2 separate regions of the Mus musculus genome follow, and region 2 is linked to region 1. Evidence: chromatin contacts called from public promoter capture Hi-C data. All regions are on one chromosome and are shown on one strand. The core of a region is the stretch at or near the end of the contact, and the rest is flanking DNA. Distances in the headings are between cores, read along the strand shown. Region 1 holds the start of Cct2 (chaperonin containing Tcp1, subunit 2 (beta)). Region 2 holds the start of Best3 (bestrophin 3).

Region 1 (4,555 bases), core at 728-3,227:
GACTCTCCATAGCTTGCCAACTCAATATAAATTAGTTTACTATATCTAAGGGTAAAAATAACTAAAAATGGAAAATGACTGAGTGTCGGCAAGTATCAGAAATATAAGTACTTGCTAAGTGATCAGAGAGATAAATGCTACCTACCAGTGGATAAAAGGAAAACTAACATTCTTTTTTTAAGCACGAGAGCTTTGCCTTAGGTGTCAAGAGTAAAGAGAAAAAAATATTTTCTGTTTTTGTTTTTTTTTGGTGTTTTTGAGACAGGGTTTCTCTGTGTAGTCCTGGCTGTCCTGGAACTCACTTTGTAGACCAGGCTGGCCTCGAACTCAGAAATCTGCCTGCCTCTGCCTCCCGAGTGCTGGGATTAAAGGCGTGTGCCACCACGCCCGGCAAAAATTAATATTTTCTAAAGAATTATTTATGTGTGTGAGTACACTGTCGCTGTCTTCAGACACACCAGAAAAGGGCATGGGATCCCATTACAGATGTTTGTGAGTCACCACGTGGTTGCTGGGAATTGAACTCGACCTCTGGAAGAGCAGTCAGTTCTCTTAACCCTCGGCCATCTCTCCAATTCCAAGAGAAATCTTTTAAAAAATGATTTATGTAATATATATATATATATATATATATATATATATATATATATATATGAATGAGTGCTCTATCTGCATGTATACCTGCATGCCAGAAGAGGGCATTAGATGGTTGTGAGTCTCCATGGAGTTTCTGGGAATTGAACTCTGCACCCCAGGAAGAGCAGCCACTGCTCTTAACCGCTGAGCCATCTCGCTAGCGCCGAGAAAACTTTTTTTTTTTTTTTGCATTAGTTTTGGGGCTTTTCCCTAGACTATGTATGTTTTAACCATTTCTCTCTTTTTTTAAAAGATTATTTATGTGAGTACACTGTAGCTGTACAGATGGTTGCGAGCCTTCTTGGGAATAGAATTTTTAGGACCTCAGCTTGCTCTGGTCAACTCCACTCAGTTCCTGCTCGCTCTGAGCCAAAGATTTATTTATTATTATACATAAGTACACTGTAGCTGACTCTTCAGACGCACCAGAGGAGGGCATCAGATCTCATTACAGGTGGTTGTGAGCCAACCTATGGTTGCTGGGATTTGAACTCAGGACCTTCGGAAGAGCCATCAGTGCTCTTAACTGCTAAGCCATCTCGCCAGCCCGAGAAAACTAATTTTTTTAAAGGTTTTATTTATTTATTATTTATATGAGTATACTGTAGCTGTCTTCAGACACACCAGAAGAGGGCATCAGATCCCATTACAGATGGCTGTGAGCCACCATGTGGTTACTGGGAATTGAACTCAGGACCTCTGGAAGAGCAGTCAGTGCTCTTAACCGCTGAGCCATAGCTCCAGCTCCCGAGAAAACTATTTTTGATAAACTGGAATATTTAGGACTTGATCTCTGCTTTGAAGTCATGTAAGTTATATTAGGGTGCCCCCCCCCCCCCCCGAGAAAACAAATGAAGCTGAGGTAGGGCAGAAGCAGCATCCCAGAATGGCCAGCCTGGGTCCACAACGTGAGTTCCGAGCTAAGCCAGAGCTACACAGTCAGATCATGTCTGAAAGATTAAATGAAGACTCCTTTATAAAAAAATCATTTAGTAATCTATTGATAAATAACTTTCCCAAAGGAAAAAATAAGCACGAAAATGGGAATGGTTGCCTCCAGGAAGGGTAAATAATAGAAATGATTAGTGTGCAACACTTGAAAATGTACGTCTGACCTTAAAACAAATTTTGAAAGATTATATTTTAAAAATATATGTCAGCAGGAACTTGGTTTCCGCGGCAACCCGCGCGGTACATTGTCTCTTTGTTCTCTAGTTCTATTCTAAAGCAGCCCGCCCCTGGCCCCGCCCCTAGCCCCGCCCACAGCTCAATGATTTCCGCCACCAACTGAGGTCCCGCCCCTTCTCCAGCGAGCCGCTACGCTTCCGGCCCAGCCCGCCACGCAGGAGGCGGAAACCCGTGCGTCCGGCTCCGCCCCCCGCGGCGGAGCGTGTCGTCACTTCCGCCTTTCTCTCTTTCCCCGGCCTGGCTTCCCGGCGCGGATTGTGAGGGGTTCTCTCCTCTACGCGGAATCCGTCGGAACCATGGTGAGCCTAGCTTTCGGCCAAGGACTTAGGCTCCCTGCTCCGCCCCGCTGTGTCCTGCCGCCCCGCTGGTCCTCTTGTCTAACCGGAGTCGCAGGCTCCGAGCGGCCGCCTCCTGGCCCCTCCGCACATGGCTCGGGCCGGGCATGAGGCCTGCGTGGGACCGGGTGACCGAGCTCTCCGCGCGGGACGGGAAGGGGGAACGCACACTAAGTCAGCATCTCTTTGTAAGATCAGGGCTGTTTCTCGGCTAGGGGACCTTGGCGACCCCCGGTCCTCACCCCAAGTGAAGAAGTTTCTAGCAGGACCTGCTGGCTCCGCCCTCTTCGGGGCGGGGCTGGAAGGGCGAGTGGCCGTGCTTGCCTGCGGAAGATGGAGGGTAGCTAGGTAGCTATGTTGGTCCGTGCTCGACCGGCCCAATGTTGCCTTTAGTTTTGCCATTCAGACCAGTGGGTCGGTGTGATGATTTATTCCTGGCGCCCATATGAGCGTCCCTCTCCCCATTTAAGTAAATACCCCACTCCCAGGACGGATTCCTGAAATTAGATGGTAAACCAATTTTCCTTTAGATAATCTACTTCCCGATCTAGTGAGAGGCCCTGGACGGGTGTTAACGAGTACTGGCATTCAAACGGCGTGTGTTGGCTTCCTCTCTTAGGCTTCCCTTTCCCTCGCACCTGTTAATATCTTCAAGGCTGGAGCTGATGAAGAGAGGGCCGAGACAGCTCGCCTGGTAAGCCCGTCTGTTGCTTTTAAATGATAAAATCCAACGCTTTGTGAGGGTAAATTCTGACCGCCTTTTCTGATTTTTCTTTTATAATTTAAGTCGTCGTTTATCGGTGCCATCGCCATTGGAGACTTGGTGAAGAGCACTTTGGGACCGAAGGGCATGGTAAGAAAGATAGGGAATTTTTAGAAGTTTCTTTTGTTTGTTTCTAATTTTGCTTTCCTGCGGTCTTGCGTAGTAGTGGCTGGCCAAAATTTTAATAATGGTTTAAAGCCTTTGGTGTAAATGTAGATAGTAACAATGTTCTTATTTATGTTTTTTAATCTAAAACTTACAAATTATAAACCGTTCTCCTGTGTTACCATCCCCAATCTCACATCCCTCTCCAGTGGCAGCAAGTGTTACCATTTACAAAACTTGCTGGTATTTTTCTTTTCTTTTTTCTTTTTTTCTTTTTCTTTTTTAGATTTATTTATTATTATATCTAAGTACACTGTAGCTGGTATTTTTCTGTTCACTTATAGGTAAGTTTATCATGTTACATATTTTTGCAACACATTTTTAAAGTAACATACTGTTTTTTGTTTATGTGTATCTGCTTTTAGTGTGTTTAACTGTCATATAGTGTTCTGGGATATTTGTTTCCATTGCTGTCTTGTGACAGTGTAGCAGAGCTAGTTTGTATTGCCTGTATGTCTAAGCTTTTTACACATTGAGGTTTGGTTGTAGGATACATGCATAGAAAACATTTAGTAGCCAACTAACTATCCAGAGGTTTTGGTATCTGCATGTATTCTTGAAGAAGTACTTAGACCTTAATTTGACAGAAATATATTTCTTTTCAGGACAAAATTCTCCTAAGCAGTGGACGAGACGCCGCTCTGATGGTGACCAACGACGGTGCTACCATTCTCAAGAACATTGGTGTGGACAACCCCGCAGCAAAGGTTCTAGTTGGTGAGTATAAGATTTGCTTGTTGTTATTTTCCAATAATTTATTCCCTGATAGGCTGTCAGCTACTTAAGTGATGGCCATTGGCATTTATCGCTAGTCAGATGAGTGTCAGAAGTATCATTGTTACCCATAGTCCACGGGGGGCTGCTGCCACCACAATTTTTAAATGGTACAACTCAGTCTGGCTGAACTGCCAAGTCCAAGTGGGCCCTTTCTTGGTGAGTTCTCTTGCTGTCATAATGTGACAAAAGGCCTAACTTGGTGAGACAGAAAAAGATTAGGGGTTAATTTACATGAACTCGTGAGGCACATTCAAGCTAAAGTATTTAACGGTTAAAGGTCTTCCAAAATTTTGTCAGGTGCATATTACTAATGGAGTTTACGCTTGTTGTGGAAGTTTTAAGAGAATTTAGTAATGTGGAGAAATAATTTCACTTTTTCCTAGATATGTCAAGGGTTCAAGATGATGAAGTTGGTGATGGCACTACCTCTGTTACTGTCTTAGCCGCAGAGCTGCTCCGGGTAAGAGTGCCTGACGCTTCCACCTTAGTATGGGGACTGTGGTTTGAGCAACAGTGGAATCCTTTCTTTCTTTTGTGTATCTGTTTATTGGCAGGAAGCAGAATCTTTAATTGCAAAAAAGATACATCCACAGACCATCATCTCAGGTTGGAGAGAAGCCACAAAGGCAGCAAGAGAGGCCCTGCTGAGCTCCGCTGTGGATCATGGGTTGGTGTACCGCAATCCCGTGGT
Region 2 (4,547 bases), core at 503-3,002, 78 kb after region 1:
CCAGAGCAGTTTAACAGATGGGCTACTTGGGTGTGTCGGGGGGTGGGGGTATCTTCCTGAGATGTGAGTCTCTCAGCAGCTCTCAGGGTGTACAGTCGGAATTCTGTACCTTTCAAAGGGAGCCGTAAACTTGATATTAAAAAGGCTACACTTTCCCCTTGGAAAGTCTCAATGAAATAATCAGAGACAAACAAACTGAGTCTTTTCTTTCTTATTTTGGAAGACAGGGTCATCCCACATTGACCTTGAACCTGGCCTTGAACTTTTGCTCCATTTCCAGTGAGCGCTGGAATTGTGGGACTGTACCACCGCCACTGTATGTAGTATTTACTTAGCGTTTTGCTTGGCACCGAGTCTTGTGTGTGCTGGGCAGGCACTGTCTCATGTGTGCTACATCCCTAGTGTGTCTGTAATTTAGAACACCTTGTTCTGGATTCATTTCGTGGACGTGGGCAGGATGAGAATGGGGCCTAATCCCAGTTTTCTTTGAGCTCCCTGGCATGCCTCGGCTTCTCACTGAGATGTGCCATCGGACTTCGAATAGATGGCTCAAAGCCGACCTTTGTTTGGAAACCTTACTCAGCTAACTGGGTAGTATAGGTCACATGCAAACAAAAGGAGATCTCTTTAAAATGTTAACTTTTCTCCAAAGGAACTACAAAGAACTTCTCACAGAGCAACACAGGCTGATAGATTTTAGGTCAAAATTATAATACACACACCCACACAAAAACCCAACCAAACAAACCCTAGAGCATATTTTTTTCCCCCCGTAGAGCGATTTATATCACACATTCTATCACAAATAAGAGAATGTTTCATTTAGACAGGCAAATATCCAACTGTGATTTATCCAGTTTCTCTAAGGACGTAAGAGCTGGCAGCTGTATCCACAGCAACAACAGCAAAGTGCTGATTTGTCCTCCATGGTTGTTGATTTTAATTAAACAAACCAGGGCCCTTTGCCTAAGTCAGTAGGTGACACCACAGAAGGGTGGGGTGCCTGCCCTAAAACAGGCTTCGCTTTGAGATCGCCACCTTGTCTCTCTGCCTCGGGAGAACTCAGCGACAGGGGAGAACAGAACAGCAATGTCCTAAGCTCTTCTCCAGGCAGGCCCCGTCAAGGGACAGCCTCTAACCAATCCCCTTTTCTTCCATTCACTCCTTCACCCTCAGTTCAGGCTCTGTCCGAAACCCGACGCCCACCAAGCATAAGGTCACGTTCAAGTGCAGAAGCCGGCTCGCGCACTAACCTATTTCTTTGGAGTCTCTCAAGGGAAGAGAAATCTTCAAACGATCTGCCGTCCCTGAAGAGGTGCCGGCTTCCACCCTCACTGGTGACCAGCTGGGTTTCCTCCTAGTTCTCCTGCTGCTGTGGCGATCCAGCGTGTAGTGAGTCCAGGGTTAAATGTTTTTCCACTTGCAGAGGCCTGTCTGTGCCAGTTTGCCCACTGATGACAGTTATAGCTGGGGACAAACAGAAGTGACAGCTGCTGATGGTGCTTTTTTCTAATCTATAATTATAACTCCACCTGCCGCCCAAAGTACCCCTTTGAACAAGAAGTCAGCGGCGGTGGCGGGAGGATGCTGGGCCATTTAAGTCCAGTTAAGATTCATTTCAACTCTGGCCTGGGATCAAGGAAGAAAAGCCTTTTTCTACTGAAAAGGTCTGAACATACTCCAGTAGCCAAAGAGGGGATTAGGACAGTCTTTTTGTGCATGAAATGAAGAATAAATTCTTATGGAGCCATACACTGGGGCAGACAGGAATGAAAGCAAGAATTCTGATCTTCTGAGAGATCTTGAGAATGCTCTTCCATTAAAAGCAGCAAGAGTGTGTGTGTGTGTGTGTGTTTAGGATGTGAGTATATTTATGTGCATGTGTAGTATGTGTATGTGTGGTATATATGTGTGTGTGCATGCATGTGTGTCTAGGGTATGAGTACATTTATGTACATGTGTGGTATATAGGTGTGTATGTGTACATGTGTATGGTGTATAGATATGTATGGTGTATAGATGTGTGTGGTATATAGGTGTGTGTGTGTGTATGTATGTAAGTGCATGTGTGTTGTATATATGTGTATGGTGTATAGGTGTGTATGTGTTCATGTGTATTGTGTACATGTGTGTGTGTACATGTGTGTGGTTTATATATGTGTGTGCACGCACATCCATATGTGCATGCATGTATGTGTAGGATGTGAGTATATTTGTATGGTAAGTATGTGGTGTACATGTGAGTGTGGTATGTGTGTGTGTGGTGTATGTGTGTGTGGTGTGTGTTTTAGAAGTGCACAGAGAATTATGTGATGGCCTGGTGCAGTGGAAAACTGTAACCCTCTGTCTTATTATGTTTCTCCCATGGTTAACCAGAAAAGCTTGTTATTCGAGATGGTTTCTTTCAGATTTATAATAATAGATATTTTCTTTCTTAAAAGAGGCTGCTCATCTGAGTTCTGTAGGTGATAGACTAATTAATTAATCTGAGGGTCATTTCCTGAGACCCTGTTAACTTTCTGAGGTAATTTTTCCACCTGTCATTACACCACAAGCTTAAAGAGAATAGCAAAAAATAGTTTTTGTAGAGAAACATGTAGAATAAAATATTATAAAAATCAAGACTAGGCTATGCCTGGTGGGTCATGACTGTAATCCTATTGATGGGAAAGTTGAAGCAGGAGACTTACCCTGAGTTCAAGGGTAGCCTGGGCAATTCAGTAAGTTCCAGGATAGCCTCAAAACAAATAAGCAAATGGATGCTTCCCCCACAGCCCTAAAAAGGAATACATAAAATTCAAATTTCTAAAGAATTAGTCAACCTTATGTGCATGTGAGCGACTTGGTCAAACCGCAAGCGCTTTAGAGTCCTGACAGATTAATTTTTCTGGCTTATTTGTATTGCTGGCTTATTTGTCCCTGTTCCTCTTGTTGCTAACTTCAGGTCGGGGGTCCTGTGAATAATGAATATTCATTTAGTAATTGTGTGCTAACTGATCGCACCCCTGGGGCTCCATTAACGGGTACTGGATCTTGTTACTGTTTGGTTATCACACTTCCACAGCTTTGAGTACCACGGGGGATTTGTGAACATGCAGAATGCAAACGTCGTATGCCACATCTTACATCTGTACTGCGGAGAAAGTGGGCGGTTAGACCTGCAATATTGTAAACAGTTTTCAGATTTGGTGAGCGTTATGGAATTTGAACTTCTATAAACCCTTGTGTGTACAAAAGGGAAACACTGCAGGCTCTATACCTCCCCGCTCCGGCTAGATGTGTAGCGGCCCCCAAACAGCGTAATTTGCAGTGGCCTTAACAGAAAACCAGGAAATCAGCATGCTTTGCAGGTGCGGTGTAAGCACTGTGGGTTGGTGAAGGCCACCAGGTATCCCATAGTGTTCTTTTTCTGCTACAAAGATGTGGTAGACAATCCCTACATGAGCATGCCGTTAGATACAGAGGGGACATGACTAAGGTCAAAGCTTAAGTAAAACAACATAGCTAAACAAAGCTTAAAAATTCAAATGGATTATCTTATATAGTGTCCACTGTTTTGTTTCGAGACAGAACCTTTTAGTGGCCTAAAACTCTCCCAGTAGGCCAGGCTAGCCCACCATGAGCCCTAGGGACCTACCTGTCTCCAACTCTCAGACACCACCCTGATTGCTTTTCATGTGGAGGCTTGGGATTGAACTCAGCGTTTCCAAGGCAACTGTTCTACCGACCGAGCGTCTCCCCCGGTTCCATTGACTGATCAATTTCTCAACAACAGAATATCTCAGTTCAGTTGATTTGTGAACAACACTCACAATGATTCTTACCATACAGGTAAAGTTTCCCTGATGGTAAGTGTCCTGAGAACCCGGACTTTATTCCATCTCTGGTGGACTAAGCCAGCCTGGGCTTCCGTGATGGCATCTATGGCTCTAAACCAGGCAGCTGGTTGGGTCAGTCACTTGGATTTCAGGTGTGCAAAGTTTGATGCATGCCATTGGACAGGGAACTCCACCCCATGCCAAACCAAAGGCTATGGGAAACCTCCTCAATTAGGCTTTGATTTCGGGGAGCAGTAGTGAACCCCCGAGAACTAGAAACACGGTTCATTTTACAACAGGGTCAGCTTTAAGCCCAGAGGAGACTGGATATTTGAGGAGCCATCAGTTCCTCTCCGTGCAGAGACAAATTGCCAACTCAACAAAATGGAAGTGCATTCGTTCAGGTAATGAAGGTGATCTCTTTTTTGAAATGGACACTGTGGAAATTTCCTTCTATTTTAGACACAAAAGCTCCGAGTCCAGAGAATTATGAAGACAGTGCTGAGAGTGTACTCTGCGCGCAATAATCAATGATGTTTCCTAAGTAGATGACACCGCTCCATTCACAGCCCAGACCGCTAGAGGGGAAAATGAATTAAAAATCTGTACAATTTCACCAAAATCAAGTAAATTCAGATATGTTGCTTATTCCAAACAGCCGTGAAATTCTGTTACTTGACAACCCGTGTTTGTAAATCATATTATCATGTGGGTAAAGGGTAGATTTAG

Evidence for each region. Capture Hi-C pulls out chosen DNA fragments and counts their contacts.
Region 2: a promoter capture Hi-C map of adipose tissue shows a contact between it and region 1. The contact joins the promoter of Best3 here to the promoter of Cct2 in region 1. A contact is called at or near these places in 3 of 39 promoter capture datasets (cranial neural crest, liver and maxillary cranial neural crest), 1 of 484 Hi-C or Micro-C datasets (embryonic stem cells) and 3 of 9 other capture datasets (adipose tissue, liver and pancreatic islet).

The regions. Positions count from the first base shown.
Region 1 is chr10:117,061,274-117,065,828 of GRCm38.p6, reverse strand. Cct2 (chaperonin containing Tcp1, subunit 2 (beta)) reads left to right here and starts at 1,977. Exons shown (of 16, transcript NM_007636.3): 1 at 1,977-2,123; 2 at 2,779-2,853; 3 at 2,947-3,012; 4 at 3,693-3,804; 5 at 4,248-4,324; 6 at 4,419-4,531. The coding sequence starts at 2,121.
Region 2 is chr10:116,983,519-116,988,065 of GRCm38.p6, reverse strand. It overlaps Best3 (bestrophin 3), which reads right to left and starts at 1,752. Exons shown (of 10, transcript NM_001007583.1): 1 at 1,254-1,752. Gm46182 (a long non-coding RNA gene) reads left to right here and starts at 1,303. Exons shown (of 3, transcript XR_001779645.1): 1 at 1,303-1,392; 2 at 3,065-3,188; 3 at 3,684-4,400.